Linked DNA regions of Mus musculus: region 2 is linked to region 1. The links are chromatin contacts, called in public promoter capture Hi-C maps. All regions are on one chromosome and are shown on one strand. The core of a region is the stretch at or near the end of the contact, and the rest is flanking DNA. Distances in the headings are between cores, read along the strand shown.

Region 1 (7,431 bases), core at 1,800-4,299:
TTTGATTCCATCAGATTTCACACCTTGCACTTCCTTCACCCAAACAATTACTTCTTTTGTACCTCTTCATTGATGTGGACTCATTTGGTCCTATTGAATGTGTTGTTCTGTAGAAATTTTTCAGTGACAGAGAAGAGAGAGAGAGTCCAAAAGGCTTCTGTCCTACTGAGTATTTCAGCTTCTGAGCTCAGTTCTAAGGACACACACTGCCCTGGGAATGGCTGGCCGGAGTCCTGCAGTGACCACATGTAAACCGCAACACTAGAACAATCTTCTCAGATGCCGAAAGGTTGCAGAGCAGCACAAAAAAAGAGGCATGCTCTCTAGTGCCACATGTCACCTTTAGACCTGAAAGAACAAAGGTTACCAGCCAATAGACAATTTCTATCAAAGTGTAGTTCCTGGCTAAATTTCATTGTGTTAGATGTGAGTCCAATGAAAGCCATAGCAACAGCATCAAATGATTTCCTTAATACTTTTCTTCAGTCTAAGACAAGCTTTTTCAACTAGACCAGTCCCTTAACTTATCATCTTCATCTACCCCTTTTAAGCCCTGCAGTGTATTTTCCAAGAACAAGCAAGAAATAGGGAGAGGGTTTTAAACCTATCATAAAGAGACACCCCTCCTCAGCATTGCTAGATTCTGCCTGTTCTTCAATGAAGAGTAGAGCCGACATTTACTAACTCTTAACCCGTTCACTCTTATCACTCTGACCTTGTCTGCCACTCTCTTACCTGTCCCTTTATTCCAAAAATAACAGTCTCCAATAACAGCAAGCTCTTACAGATGTTGCCCTAGGAAGTGGTAAGACCCATTTTTGGTTTTTAGACAGGGACTCAAATGTAATCCTGGCTAGTCTGGAACTTGTTATGCAGGCCCCATTGGCCTCAAACTCAACAGAGATTTGCTTGCTGCCTCTGCCTCTGCCTCTGCCTCTGCCTCTGCCTCTGCCTCTGCCTCTCTGCCTCTCTCTCTGCCTCTCTGCCTCTCTGCCTCTCTGCCTCTCTGCCTCTCTGCCTCTCTGCCTCTCTGCCTCTCTGCCTCTCTGCCTCTCTGCCTCTCTGCCTCTCTGCCTCTCTCTCTGCCTCTCTGCCTCTCTCTCTGCCTCTCTGCCTCTCTCTCTGCCTCTCTGCCTCTCTGCCTCTCTGCCTCTCTGCCTCTCTGCCTCTCTGCCTCTCTGCCTCTCTGCCTCTCTGCCTCTCTGCCTCTCTGCCTCTCTCTCTGCCTCTCTGCCTCTCTGCCTCTCTGCCTCTCTGCCTCTCTGCCTCTCTGCCTCTCTGCCTCTCTCTCTGCCTCTCTGCCTCTGCCTCCTGTGTTCTGGGGATTAAAGGTGAGTACCACCATGCCAGGCTTAAAATACATTTTTCACAAAATAATTGCAATTCAGTCACACACAAAAAAAATCAACTACGGTATATTTCCTAAATCTGGATTCTTGGGGACTTTAACATTCCATAGAGGATGCTCAATATTAACAGAATAAAGGCAAACTGTAAATTCTCCAAGTGTGTTTGAGTTAGAGCGTAGATGAAACATTTGGGGAGTCTTTCTTAATTGCCTTTCACTTTAGTGAGACTCAACTTTGTCCTGAGACCACAACTGTTGACTCTCAGTTATGACAATATAAAATATTGTCCTAGTTCTTTGACTTGGTGTCAACATTCCATCCAATTTATGTCAGTCAGTCAGACTCTCTCCTGGATCTGGAGGTGTGGTTGAGAATATGCCTCTGTTTAGGTTCTGGGTCATGCTTGTTGGTCTCCTAACACTCATTTTCAAATCTTTATCTCTGAAGACCTAGCAGCTAGACCCACACCTGCAGTTTGCTCCATGAGACTTAGCCGAATTTCTTATTCTTCGCCTAACAAGTAATTTCAGAGATGCACCACCTGGATTCCCTCAGATATACTTGCTATCCAGCTGTGGCAAGTGCAGCCATGAGACAGCTTCCACTGTCAGCCTCTTCAAGGACTACCATGGATTTGGGCCAGCAGGCTTCTGGCAATGGCCCTATAATGAACCCTCAAAGAAATAGTACTTGGTCTAGAATGTTCTACCAGTTGACCAACGTATGCCAGCTACATATTACAATCTAGCTTTATTTTTCAAACCTGATTCTGCCTCCAGCCTCTATTATTAAAATTACAAGGGTTGATTCTTAATTTATACCAAATAAATATCTAAATATCATGTCATCACCTGGTCTGAAGACTCTACCTGTAAACTCCTAATGTTCCTAACATCAATGTCACAACTGAGAAACTAAGGAGCTGGGGAATAAGGCAGAAGGGGCGTGGGGGAGTAGGACTGGCCTGCCTGCCACTGAAGCAAGGCTAAGAACAGTAATGGGCCCTCAGCAGACCATGGGCTTGTAGTATCAGGTAATAACATTTTAGAAGCTAATTTGCCTTTTTAGGACTTTCAGCTAAAATATCTTCCAATTCTCACTCTCAAAGGAAAAAAAATTCTTTCTTCATTTTAACCTAATTCTTTTACAAAAAAAAAAAAAAAAAAAAAAAGATCAATTCTTTAACCAATAATCAGAGCATATTTTAGGTTCTGAATGAGTACCTAGGAGACTGGTCTCACTACATCATGTATTTTTTAAATGTGTCACCTTGCAGATTATATATTTGCAGCATTCATTTGTAAAACATTTCCTTTCCGCTATATGCACTTAAGGTTTAAAATAAGTTAATAAGAGGTAGTCAGCCCTCTGTTTCAAGAGATGATAAATTTATTCTTAATACTTCCATTTCTGGATGTTACTACCACTTAGAGTTTGAAATGATCCAGCCCTACTTTATTATTTTGTTTTCTTATTCAGAGAGAACTGCCTTTGATCCCTGTGCTTCTAGTATCTAGAAGACACCTTGGCTGCATCCACAGTCACACACAAGCACCTCTTTCCTTTGCCTAAGGGTGAAAATGGCTTGTGCTTTGCAAATCCCCTCCCCCCTTATTCCAGAGTGGCTTATGTCTGCACTAAGCCCATTCCACTTGGCCCCTTATGAGCAGTTCTGCATTCCAAAGGCTGCTTGTTTGAAAATTCATGAGCTTCTCAATGATGCAATTCCTTTTTTGGCTGCCCCACTGCTCAGTTGGTTCAGACAACAAGATGCTTAGGGAATGGATAATTTTTTCCCTTTAGCTGCCAAAACCTAACAGAGGGGTTGGTATTTTATAGCTATTGTGGAATTTTCAGAAGTTTGGAAAACAGAGGATTTTATTTTTTGTTTTGTTTTGATATAGGACATTTTGACAATGGCTTTGGCAGCAATACAGAAACCTCCATGCTTGTGAAGCAGGATAACATTTGCAGCCATCTGGCTTCCATGGAGCACCCTCCAAGTGGGATAGATACAAAAACAGTGATAATTAGGGAGGTTAAAATGACTTTCCCACTGGTTTCTGAGCGGAACTCTCCAGTGCCCAGGATCCAGGGCCGCGGAGAAGCTGATGCCACTCTATTAGCACACTTCCAGCAGCAAGAACTGACACCTCCGTTATTCCCTAGGTTTCCATCCCCACCCACCCTCATCACCACACTTCATCCCGATTTCTGAACTCAAATTTTTGCTCACCAGAACGTCTACAATCACAGCAAATTGCAAAATATGCCATGAAAAGACTCACAGTATGTGAATAGCCCAGTTAAATTTCTCTAACTATGACTTGAACTTGCTTTCAAGAAATTTAGAAAACATTTAAAACACCATCATATAGCTGTCTCTTGTGAGGCTATGCCGGGGCCTAGCAAACACAGAAGTGGATGCTCACAGTCAGCTAATGGATGGATCACAGGGCCCCCAATGGAGAAGCTAGAGAAAGTACCCAAGGAACTAAAGGGGTCTGCAACCCCGGAGCTCTTGACTCTAGCTGCATATGTATCAAAAGATGGCCTAGTTGGCCATCACTGGAAAGAGAGGCCCATTGGACACGCAAACTTTATATGCCCCAGTACAGGGGAACGCCAGGGCCAAAAAGGGGGAGTGGGTGGGTAGGGGATTGGGGGGGTGGGTATGGGGGACTTTTGGGATAGCATTGGAAATGTAAATGAAGAAAATACCTAATAAAAATAAATAAAATAACAAACCACCATCATAGGAGTCAATTTTACCTTTACATTTCAAAGCTTTGTCATTACATGCTAAACATTAGGTATTGTTGGGATGTCTTTTTTAAACAATATAATACAGATGATTCTCTTTTTTTATTTCAAATGTTTTCCCCTTTCCCGGTCTCCCCTTAGGAAACCTCTTATCCCATCCTCCCCCTCCCCCTGTCTCTTTGAGGGTGATTCCCCACCTACCCACCTACTCCCATCTTCCTGCCCTGACATTTCCCTACACTGGGGCATCAAACACCCTCAGGCCCAAGGGCCTCTCCTCCCACTGATGTCCAACAAGGCCATCCTCTGCCACATATGTCGCCAGCACCATGGGTCACTCCATGTGTATTCTTTGGTTGGTGGTCCAGTCTCTGGGAGCTCTGGAGGGTCTGGCCTGTTGACACTGTTGCTTCCTTCATGGGACTGCAAACTCCCTCAGGTCCTCAGTTTCCTCTCCAACTCCTCCATCGTGGACACCCCCCATGCTCAGTCTAATGGTTGGCTTTGAGCATCTGCCTCTGTATTCGTCAGACACTGGCAAAGCCTCTCGGGAGACAGACATACAGATGATTCTTAATCCTTGAAAGTAAAAAGAAAACTTCATTTAAAATAGCAACTGAAACTTTTGTTCTCTTTAAATTTTTTTACTATTTATCACAGTAATCAGAGCTTATAAAGATATATAAGAAATAGTACAGTCATAGGAGGCCAAATTTGCTCACTACTCAAGAAAGAAATTTTCTCAAGTTGTGCAAATACATAGTTTCCAGTTGCTAGGAAGGAGGAAATGAAAAAAAAAAAAGCAAGACAGGAAGACATATCTGGGAGGGAAGAAGAGTGACAACACAGAGGGAGAGGGAAGGATAAAGCATAAGTTATACTAAGGATGCTTTAAAAAGCCAATGGAGGGACCTTAGATGCCCTATAGTGAGGAGAGAGAACTTATGGAGTCCACCTCCAGAAGAAAGAAAGGGCATCAAGTGGAGAGATGAGGGTTGCTGTCCCACAGTCAAAAACTCTGACCCAGAATTGTTCCTGTCTATGGAAACTGCAGGGACAAGGATGGAGAGGAGACTGGGGGAAAGGAGGACCAATGACCGGCCTAAATTAGAATCCAGCTCAAGGGGAGGCTCCAAGGCCTGACACTATTACTGATGCTATGGTGTGCTTACAGACAGGACAGCCTAGCATGGCTCCCCTCTGAGAGGCCCAACAAGCAGCTGAAAGAGTCAGATGCTGATATACCAACCAATAGACAAAAGCCAGGGACCCCTGTGGTTGAATTACAGAAAAAGCTGGAAGAAGCTGAGGAGGGCAGCCACATAAGAAGACCTGCAGTCTCAACTACCCTGAACCCCCAAAATCTCTCAGACACCGAGCCACCAACCAGCCAGCATACATGTGCAGATCTGAGCCCCCCCCTCCCACCCTGACACACAGACAGCAGAGGACTGCCTGGCCTGGCCTCAGTGAGAGAAGAGGCACCAAACCCTTGAGGACACAGGGAATGGGAGGTCAATTAGGGTAGGGGTAGGGGCTGGAGATATCCTCTTGGAGGGGCAGGGGAGGAAGAATCGGATGAGGAATGGTCAGAGGGCAGACTGGGAGGGGGGAATAATGACTGGACTGCAAGAGAGAAAGAAAGAAAGAAAGAAAGAAAGAAAGAAAGAAAGAAAGAAAGAAAGAAAGAAAGAAAGAAAGAAAGAAAGAAAGAGAGAGAGAGAGAGAGAGAGGAAGAAAGAAAGAAAGAAAGAAAGAAAGAAAGAAAGAAAGAAAGAAAGAAAGAAAGAAAGAAAGAGGGGGAGAAGGAGGAAGGAAGGAAGGAAGGAAGGAAGGAAGGAAGGAAGGAAGGAAGGAAGGAAGGGCAAACCATTGAGAATTATATTGTTTTACAGATACTTAAATATTATATCTGTATATATACATATATGTGTATGTATAAGTTAGTATGTTACATGAAGTTTAGTTAAAGTGACATTAACTGAGATAACAATGCTTTCCTTACAAACCATAGATTATTTAACAAAAATTCCAATAACACTGTGATGGTTTGTATATGCTTGGCCTAGGGAGTGACACTATTAGGTGTGGCCTTGTTGGAGTAGGTGTGTCACTGTGGGTGTGGGCTTAATACCCTCACCCTAGCTGCCTGGAAGTCAGTCTTCCACTAGGAGCCTTCAGATGGAGATGTACAACTCTCAGCTCCTCCTGTACCATGCCTATCTGGATGCTTCCATGTTCCTGCCTTGATGCTAGTGGACTGAACCTCTGAATCTGTAAGCCAGTCCCTATTAAATGTTGTCCTTTATAAGACTTGCTTCGGTCATAGAGTCTGTTCACAGCAGTAAAACCCTAACTAAGACAGCCAGGCCCAGGAAACCTCCTTCTAAGTTGTTGTTGGTCCAAAACAGCCCCCAAACTAAATAGACTAGTGCAGAATTGTCTTGAAGTTGCCTTCCAGAAAAAGAAGGTAAGAAAGGCATCATTACTTAAGGCACCACACACTTCGGACACAGGATTCAGAGGAATCTATCTGGATCTGACCTGGAATTATTCTATCAACTAGCTCTCTTAGTTTAGGAAGTTTCATGTAAAATGCTACTGGAGAAAAACAAACAACAGTCCTATCCAGATATAATGCCAATGAACCACAACAATGTCCATTATGATAAGATACTCTGAAAGATGAAATAGAGGCACTTGTGCCCTGGGTGCAACCTTCAGTCATTAGTCATTTAATTGGACTTAAGGCTTACTCAGTAGAGGGAAATTCATGCTTGGTGCTGTAAATTTAATGAATTACTTGTAGCTGCTGAAGTCATAGAACTTAGAGGAGAACCTACCACTGCCACCTTCTAAACCAGTATCATTTCTAACTAACTAAATGCTTACCCTGGTATCTACAGATAAATGTAAGCTTTCAGTCATCATCAAAGAAGTTTCTTTTTGCAATAGATGGAGAGCAGTAAAGAAAAACACAACTGGTAAATATGTTGAGATCAAGTGAGCATGATCATGGGGTCCTTGGTCAATTAATATATTTACAAATTAATACATTTACAGCACAACACTTACACTTAATGGTCAACAAACATCACAGAACAGGTGTCAGAAATATTGTAAGAGACAGAGGATGAGACTTCTGCTGTGAGATAATCTCTTGTACAGAACAAATCAGGGACACAAAGTTAGGGATTAGATTTAGGAGAAGTTGGGAAAGGGAGTGGGGTGAATATGATTGAGATACATTGTATGAAATACTCTAAGAAATACTAAAATACTTTTTATTAAAAGAATATAAGTGAGGGAATTCAGGAGG
Region 2 (7,431 bases), core at 2,103-4,602, 1.3 Mb before region 1:
GTGGAGTTGGGGGTTGGAATCAATTTTTTTCGTTCTCGCAGGTGCAATATGAATCAATTATCTTAATTAAGATTATGCCGCAAGCCCAGGAGATTTGGGGAGAACGGGTTTTGCGCTCCGGGCGATAGCGAGGCATTTTAATAGCGTCTCTTTTGCTCCTGGCTCTCTCCTGTCGCCTGCCTGTCTAGTCGGGCAATTCCAGCTTCTAGCCAGGACCCGAGAGTTCAACCGCCTCCCGAGAGGCAGAGAAGGAAAGCCATAGCCACCCCAGTAGTCTTGTCAGAACCTTGCCTTCTAAGGGCCTTGCAGTTACCCTCGCCTAAGAGGGGGCATTAGTTCTCAGCTGCTGGCTCTAGCGATCCACTGCACCCCAAGGTATCCAAGAACTATGCTGGGTAACAGTGGGCTCCTGGGGGAGGGTGTGAACATGCCCAGGTCGGGCTACCTAACTCCAGGGTCTGTAGGAAGAGGCTTGGGAGCCGATCCGAGTCGGTGAGGCAGCTACAGACACACTGGGTCCTTTCACGGAAAGTAAGCATCTGTTTCTGAGAAAAACAGGTCACCACCCGGGACGCTGCAGGCCATGACCCAGCTCTTTATCTTAGCTCTGTGAATGCGCCCCTGCCCCACAGCCAGGCCATACTGCTCTGTCCTCTCTCCTCCCCTATTCTTCCCTTAGGCCTCTGCTTCCCTGGCTCCAGGGCTGAGGCTGTAACGGACCCGCGTCGGGTCCAGTGCGGCGCTGGGGACTAGGGCCCGGCGGGGTGGCAGATTTAGGGCATTGCTCGAGGGCACTGAGTCATGAAAAGCGGCTTTTGTTGCCTGCGCGTGCAGCTCGCGTGCCGCCCGGCTGCCTAGGGAGGCTGGTGGGGCCAAAGTTGGGGGAGTGCGGTCACCGGTCAGGCAAGCGGAGATAACTGGGAAATAGCCACTGTCCCAGCAGACCCACCAGCGCATAAGAACAAGGCAGCCGGCCAGGGTCATGGGCCCCAGCGCCGGACTCCACCGAGCGCTCTGCATTCCAGCTGGGTGCAGTTCAGGTGCGGCCGCCCCCCGCCCCCCGTCCCGCAGTCTTGCGCCTTCCCGCAACACACACATACTTTCACAAAGCAAAAATACTTAACCCCCCATCCTTATTAGGCACCCACTGCTTCCCCGGAGCTCGGAGGACACTTGCTGGGAGCCTTGGTGTTTGTAACTCCGACTTGGAATCAAGGCCACATTAGAATGCAGCAAAGCATGAACATTCAGGAAAGAGAGATCTTACTTCAAGTTCCGGGAATATCCAGGTGTAGCTTTTCTTTTCAAAACTCCCTGGTCCGTTAGTCAGATCCCCTGAGCCATAACTTCCACCGCTCCCCAATAACTCTCCTGTAGCATCCCCTAAAATGGAGAGGTGAGAGCCAGAATCCGAGTTACATTTCACTGAATGAGGATATGCCAACTCTTCATAGAAGGGCTGTCCCAATAAAATCTGCCTCTACTGTGCTTAACCTTCAAGATTTTTCTGCGGATCCAGGTATTTAAACGCAACACCCAGAGTAAATGAAAAAAAACAAAAACAAAACAAAAAAACAACCCCCCCCCCCAAAAAAAAAGACAATGCTCCTTGCTTGCTCTGCTCTCAGCCAGTTGACAGAACAAAGAAAAAGAAAAACTCCAGGCAGTTTATCTCTAGAATCCCAGAATGATTGGTGCCATGTTTTAGGCCACCAAAGAACTCCCACAATGCCTTGCTTTTCTTTTTAGATTCGTTCCGGGTCTGGAAGGTTACTTTCAATATCTTGCAAATGCCCAGGATCTCCTTAGAACCCTCTCCCCCTCCCCTTTCCCAGATGTACCCCATTCCAGCCACTCAACCCTGACACTGTTTGCAAACTCAAGGGCAATTGCCTTTACATAAGCAATTCAAGTAGGATGCATTCATTGCAAAGGGGTTGAAGAGGGTAAGAACTTAATGAAGAGTTAGAAGAGGAACTGGAAAGAGAAAGGAGGCCAACCATTCCTCCTCCTCCTCTGTCACTTTTCTTGGGCTAGAAGGACGGAGGATCATCCATCTGAAAGATTCCTCCTTCAGATGGAGAAAATAAAGACTCCTTATTTAAGAATAGATAAGGCTATTCCACAATAGACTTTGCTTGACTCAAAACACAGAGTCCCCAGAAAGGGAAACAGCACATTGAATAGAGTTTTATTGCAGCTTCTCTTTGAGCTTCTTCTGACCAAGGCCCCAGAGATTGAGCACTAGGGGCTCAAGGAAGGCTGTGATTGAATTATGGTCTGTGTCAGAGATGAAATTCCCACCTCTGGTGCGGGGTTGTTTAATCTTAGCATTCCCTAGATGAGCTAGCTGAGGTCATTCATTACTCCAGGAGCATCTGAAAACCAACGGAGCCAAGGTCTGCTGGCAAAAACTAGCTTTAGACACAAAATTCTAGGGTTTAGAGTTGAAGACTCTTAGTGAAGTCTCTGGGGTAGGAGCAGGTGACCGTTAGGTTTACATTTGGAGTGTTCAAGTGTAGGGTATGGAAGCTGACTTGCAAAGGATTCTAGAAGATGCTCTAGTCAGGAAGGTTGAGTCAAGGCTGTGTTTCCAGATGAGGTCGTTTTTATATGAAATAAATGTTTGCCTAGAGAGGTGATGGAGATTAGAAGCCAGCCACCCTTTGGTGGCAATAAGCAAAGCCTCTGCTAAGAGGTAGAAGCTAAGAGATGGGCCTCTCCAGAGAGAACAAAGTCAAACTGCACCACCGGAGACCATTGTCAAGGGAAGGACCCTTCAGTGCACCTCAGTATCTGGGATTGTGAGTGGTTCACCTCTGTCTACCTCTCTGCGCTAAAGCAGTCTTCAGGCTAGGACATAGACTCAGTGATCTTTCTTTACCTTTCCAGCTCGCCTCCCGCAACCCCCCCCCCCCCCACATGTCCTCTGTCTTCTGCTGCCACAAAGGGTTAATCTCTCCTGCGGGTAAAAACAGGTCCGCGGAGTCTCTAACTGGCGACAGATGGGCCACTTTCTTCTGGCCACAAAGGGGCCGGAATGGAGCGCTCCGCGGCATACAAATAGGCAGGTCACGTGGTTCCCGGCTCTTGGCTGGACCGGGAAGACCATATGGCGCATGCCGGGGAGGAAGGAGCAGGGGCGGAGGTACTGTGGGGGTGAGGGGAGTGGTGGTGGAAGGGGGCGGGAGGAAAGTTCTGGGGAGGGGTGAATGAGGGCGGGAGTCGTTCAGTCTGGACGCGTGCGCGATTGCGGGGCGCAGGGACCTGCTCGTTGCTCAGCTCACGGCCCCGCCCGCGCTCAGCATCAGCAACTCGGCTATATAACCCTAGCGCCCGCGCCACCGGGACACGAGGAATTCGCCCACGCAGAAGGCAAGGTGTCCCGAGGCTCCAGGGTTATGAGATCGTCACTATTCAGAACCTTTTAACAACAGGTAATTATGATTCCTATTTTTTACTCTCCCGAGAATAAAAGCAATAATTGAAGAGCTGTACCTTGGTACTTTGCATGCGCACATTTGTGGAGTCGGTTGTCCCTATATTTGAGATCAGTGTCCCTCCTCGTAATTGCCCACAAGTACTCGCACGTAATGAGTCCCAGCACTCAAGTACCCCCTGCAGGCTTTCTAATTACATTTAATTTTTAATAGTATAGAAGCTTTTAGAATGTTTGGGGAGGGGAGTAACTGTAATTATTTGTAAGCGGTTATTTGAAAGTCCCCAAAGCAAACAACCACTTCCAGTTCTCACTTATTCAGGGGAGAAAAGGAGAGAAAGAGAAAAACAAAACAAAACAAAACAAACAAACAAAAACACCTGCTGCCCATAGTTTTATTTGGTGTACAGATATTTAGGCTCATCGTGCATATGAAACTATCTATTTCAGGAGAATGTAGTACTGGAAAACCGATTGGACTCTGAAATAGCTTAGCTGAAATGTAGGGAGAGGGGGAGAAAAGGAAGGAAATTTTCCTGCTACCTGTTACTGTCCCAGAGGCGGCCAAGTCCCCATGCTGGGGCCAGACATTCAGTTGTTTTACTAAAGGCTTTTTACAGTTCTTATGAGAAGCAGCACCTTCACCATTGCCAGTCGCTGACCATTGTAATTACTCCATCTTTTAAAGGGAGGTTTGAGGCGAACTTTGAAAAGCCCCAATAAAGAGCGGGCGGCCCTTTCAATGGGCTGTTTATTAGAGAGGAGCCTTTTGCACCTGATCCCCAGCGCGTGGGAGAGCCTCGCCTGGGAGCCAGAGCTTTTGTACAAGGTGGGAATTTAGCGGGGGCGTGGGGGGGGGGTGGTGAGGCAAAGAAAGAAAGGCAAGAGAGGGATGGAAGACTTGTGCCCACTTCTGTGGCCAAATGTGTTGTCGATAGGAAAATAATTTGATGGAAACTACCTTTCCTCCTCTGTGCATTGGCTCTCCCTTCCATATAATCTTCTTTAAAAATTGGGGTCAGTGCTAGGAAATTACGTAATGGCTTTTCAATTTATTTAAACCTCTAAGTAGTGCGAAGCCAGAGCAGAGATGAGTTCAGAGTATTCCATTTCCAAACTCATCGTTTTTGTGAGTTGGGAGTGACTTGGGACACAGTCAGAAAACCATGCACTCTGTACGCATTTCCACACAGGGCACCTGGCCAGATAATTGCCCTGCACACAGTTGAGCTGATCACTAGGAAAGGCACCCATAGCCACTCATGACAGGCCTAGTGGTACCTACTACGCAGCACCGAGGTACAGACACGCCAGCATGAAGCACTGCGTTTAACTTTTCCTGGAGGCATCCATTTTGCAGTGGACTCCTGTGTATTTCTATTTGTGTGCATTTCTGTAGGATTAGGGAGAGGGAGCTGAAGGCTTATCCAGCTTTTAAATATAGCGGGTGGATTTCCCCCCCTTTCTTCTTCTGCTTGCCTCTCTCCCTGTTCAATACAGGAAGTGGAAACATGACCAAATCATACAGCGAGAGCGGGCTGATGGGCGAGCCTCAGCCCCAAGGTCCCCCAAGCTGGACAGATGAGTGTCTCAGTTCTCAGGACGAGGAACACGAGGCAGACAAGAAAGAGGACGAGCTTGAAGCCATGAATGCAGAGGAGGACTCTCTGAGAAACGGGGGAGAGGAGGAGGAGGAAGATGAGGATCTAGAGGAAGAGGAGGAAGAAGAAGAGGAGGAGGAGGATCAAAAGCCCAAGAGACGGGGTCCCAAAAAGAAAAAGATGACCAAGGCGCGCCTAGAACGTTTTAAATTAAGGCGCATGAAGGCCAACGCCCGCGAGCGGAACCGCATGCACGGGCTGAACGCGGCGCTGGACAACCTGCGCAAGGTGGTACCTTGCTACTCCAAGACCCAGAAACTGTCTAAAATAGAGACACTGCGCTTGGCCAAGAACTACATCTGGGCTCTGTCAGAGATCCTGCGCTCAGGCAAAAGCCCTGATCTGGTCTCCTTCGTACAGACGCTCTGCAAAGGTTTGTCCCAGCCCACTACCAATTTGGTCGCCGGCTGCCTGCAGCTCAACCCTCGGACTTTCTTGCCTGAGCAGAACCCGGACATGCCCCCGCATCTGCCAACCGCCAGCGCTTCCTTCCCGGTGCATCCCTACTCCTACCAGTCCCCTGGACTGCCCAGCCCGCCCTACGGCACCATGGACAGCTCCCACGTCTTCCACGTCAAGCCGCCGCCACACGCCTACAGCGCAGCTCTGGAGCCCTTCTTTGAAAGCCCCCTAACTGACTGCACCAGCCCTTCCTTTGACGGACCCCTCAGCCCGCCGCTCAGCATCAATGGCAACTTCTCTTTCAAACACGAACCATCCGCCGAGTTTGAAAAAAATTATGCCTTTACCATGCACTACCCTGCAGCGACGCTGGCAGGGCCCCAAAGCCACGGATCAATCTTCTCTTCCGGTGCCGCTGCCCCTCGCTGCGAGATCCCCATAGACAACATTATGTCTTTCGATAGCCATTCGCATCATGAGCGAGTCATGAGTGCCCAGCTTAATGCCATCTTTCACGATTAGAGGCACGTCAGTTTCACTATTCCCGGGAAACGAATCCACTGTGCGTACAGTGACTGTCCTGTTTACAGAAGGCAGCCCTTTTGCTAAGATTGCTGCAAAGTGCAAATACTCAAAGCTTCAAGTGATATATGTATTTATTGTCGTTACTGCCTTTGGAAGAAACAGGGGATCAAAGTTCCTGTTCACCTTATGTATTGTTTTCTATAGCTCTTCTATTTTAAAAATAATAATACAGTAAAGTAAAAAAGAAAATGTGTACCACGAATTTCGTGTAGCTGTATTCAGATCGTATTAATTATCTGATCGGGATAAAAAAAATCACAAGCAATAATTAGGATCTATGCAATTTTTAAACTAGTAATGGGCCAATTAAAATATATATAAATATATATTTTTCAACCAGCATTTTACTACCTGTGACCTTTCCCATGCTGAATTATTTTGTTGTGATTTTGTACAGAATTTTTAATGACTTTTTATAACGTGGATTTCCTATTTTAAAACCATGCAGCTTCATCAATTTTTATACATATCAGAAAAGTAGAATTATATCTAATTTATACAAAATAATTTAACTAATTTAAACCAGCAGAAAAGTGCTTAGAAAGTTATTGCGTTGCCTTAGCACTTCTTTCTTCTCTAATTGTAAAAAAGAAAAGAAAAGAAAAAAAACCAACAAATTGCACAATTTGAGCAATTCATCTCACTTTAAAGTTTTTCCTGCTCGCTCCCTAAAATAGAAACCAGACCCATAACACTCAAGAGGATGAAAACCGAAATGCATTCCTTATCAAAACACATCAATTCATTACTTGCACAAGCTTGTAAATACATATTATAAATAAATGCCAACACACACTCCTTTAAATCAAAAGCTGCTTGACTATCACATACAATTTGCACTCTTTCTTTTTAGTCTTTTACTTCTTTGAATTCCATGATTTTACGGAGTGTTTGAAGATATTGATGTTTCCAGAAAATATAAATGCATGATTTTATACATAGTCAAACAAATGGTGGTTTGTCATCTATTCATGTAATAAATCTGAGCCTAAATTTATTCAGGTTGTTAATGTTGGGTTTTTATACCTGTGTAGTCAGTTAGTACAGTAGTTTAAATAAAATTCAAACCATCGAATTCATAATTAGAACAATAGCTGTTGCATGTAAAATGCAGTCCAGAATAAGTGCTGTTTGAGATGTGATGCTGGTACTACTGGAATTGACATGTACTGTAATCTTGTTTGTAATCCTGTGTATTATGGTGTAATGCACAATTTAGAAAACTCCCATGCAGTTGCAATAAAAATAGTATGGAAAATCAAAACAATTGTTTCATTTCTTTCGAAAGTGGATTTTAAAGAGTAAAATTGTAGCGAGGAGGATCAACGTCTGTATTTGCTGAGT

The links. Promoter capture Hi-C pulls out the DNA fragments that hold promoters and counts their contacts.
Region 2: a contact with region 1 is called in a promoter capture Hi-C map of hippocampal neurons, with 5 times the contacts expected there. The contact joins the promoter of Neurod1 here to the enhancer-like site in region 1. A contact is called at or near these places in 3 of 39 promoter capture datasets (the 3T3-L1 cell line, hippocampal neurons and pre-B cells) and 2 of 115 datasets of contacts at active chromatin or transcription factors (astrocytes and embryonic midbrain).

The regions. Positions count from the first base shown.
Region 1 is chr2:78,155,924-78,163,354 of GRCm38.p6, reverse strand. All of the region lies in intron 2 of 4930440I19Rik (RIKEN cDNA 4930440I19 gene), which reads right to left. Among named protein-coding and RNA genes, the nearest start is that of Gm14461, 78 kb to the left of the region's middle. Within about 2 kb of position 3,049, at least 45 of the 459 cell types and tissues checked have an H3K27ac peak or open chromatin away from gene starts, as enhancers often do. A contact at or near this core is called in astrocytes and hippocampal neurons, where this site is marked.
Region 2 is chr2:79,452,557-79,459,987 of GRCm38.p6, reverse strand. Neurod1 (neurogenic differentiation 1) reads left to right here and starts at 3,352. Exons shown (of 2, transcript NM_010894.3): 1 at 3,352-3,437; 2 at 4,940-7,351. The coding sequence starts at 4,951. The coding sequence ends at 6,024.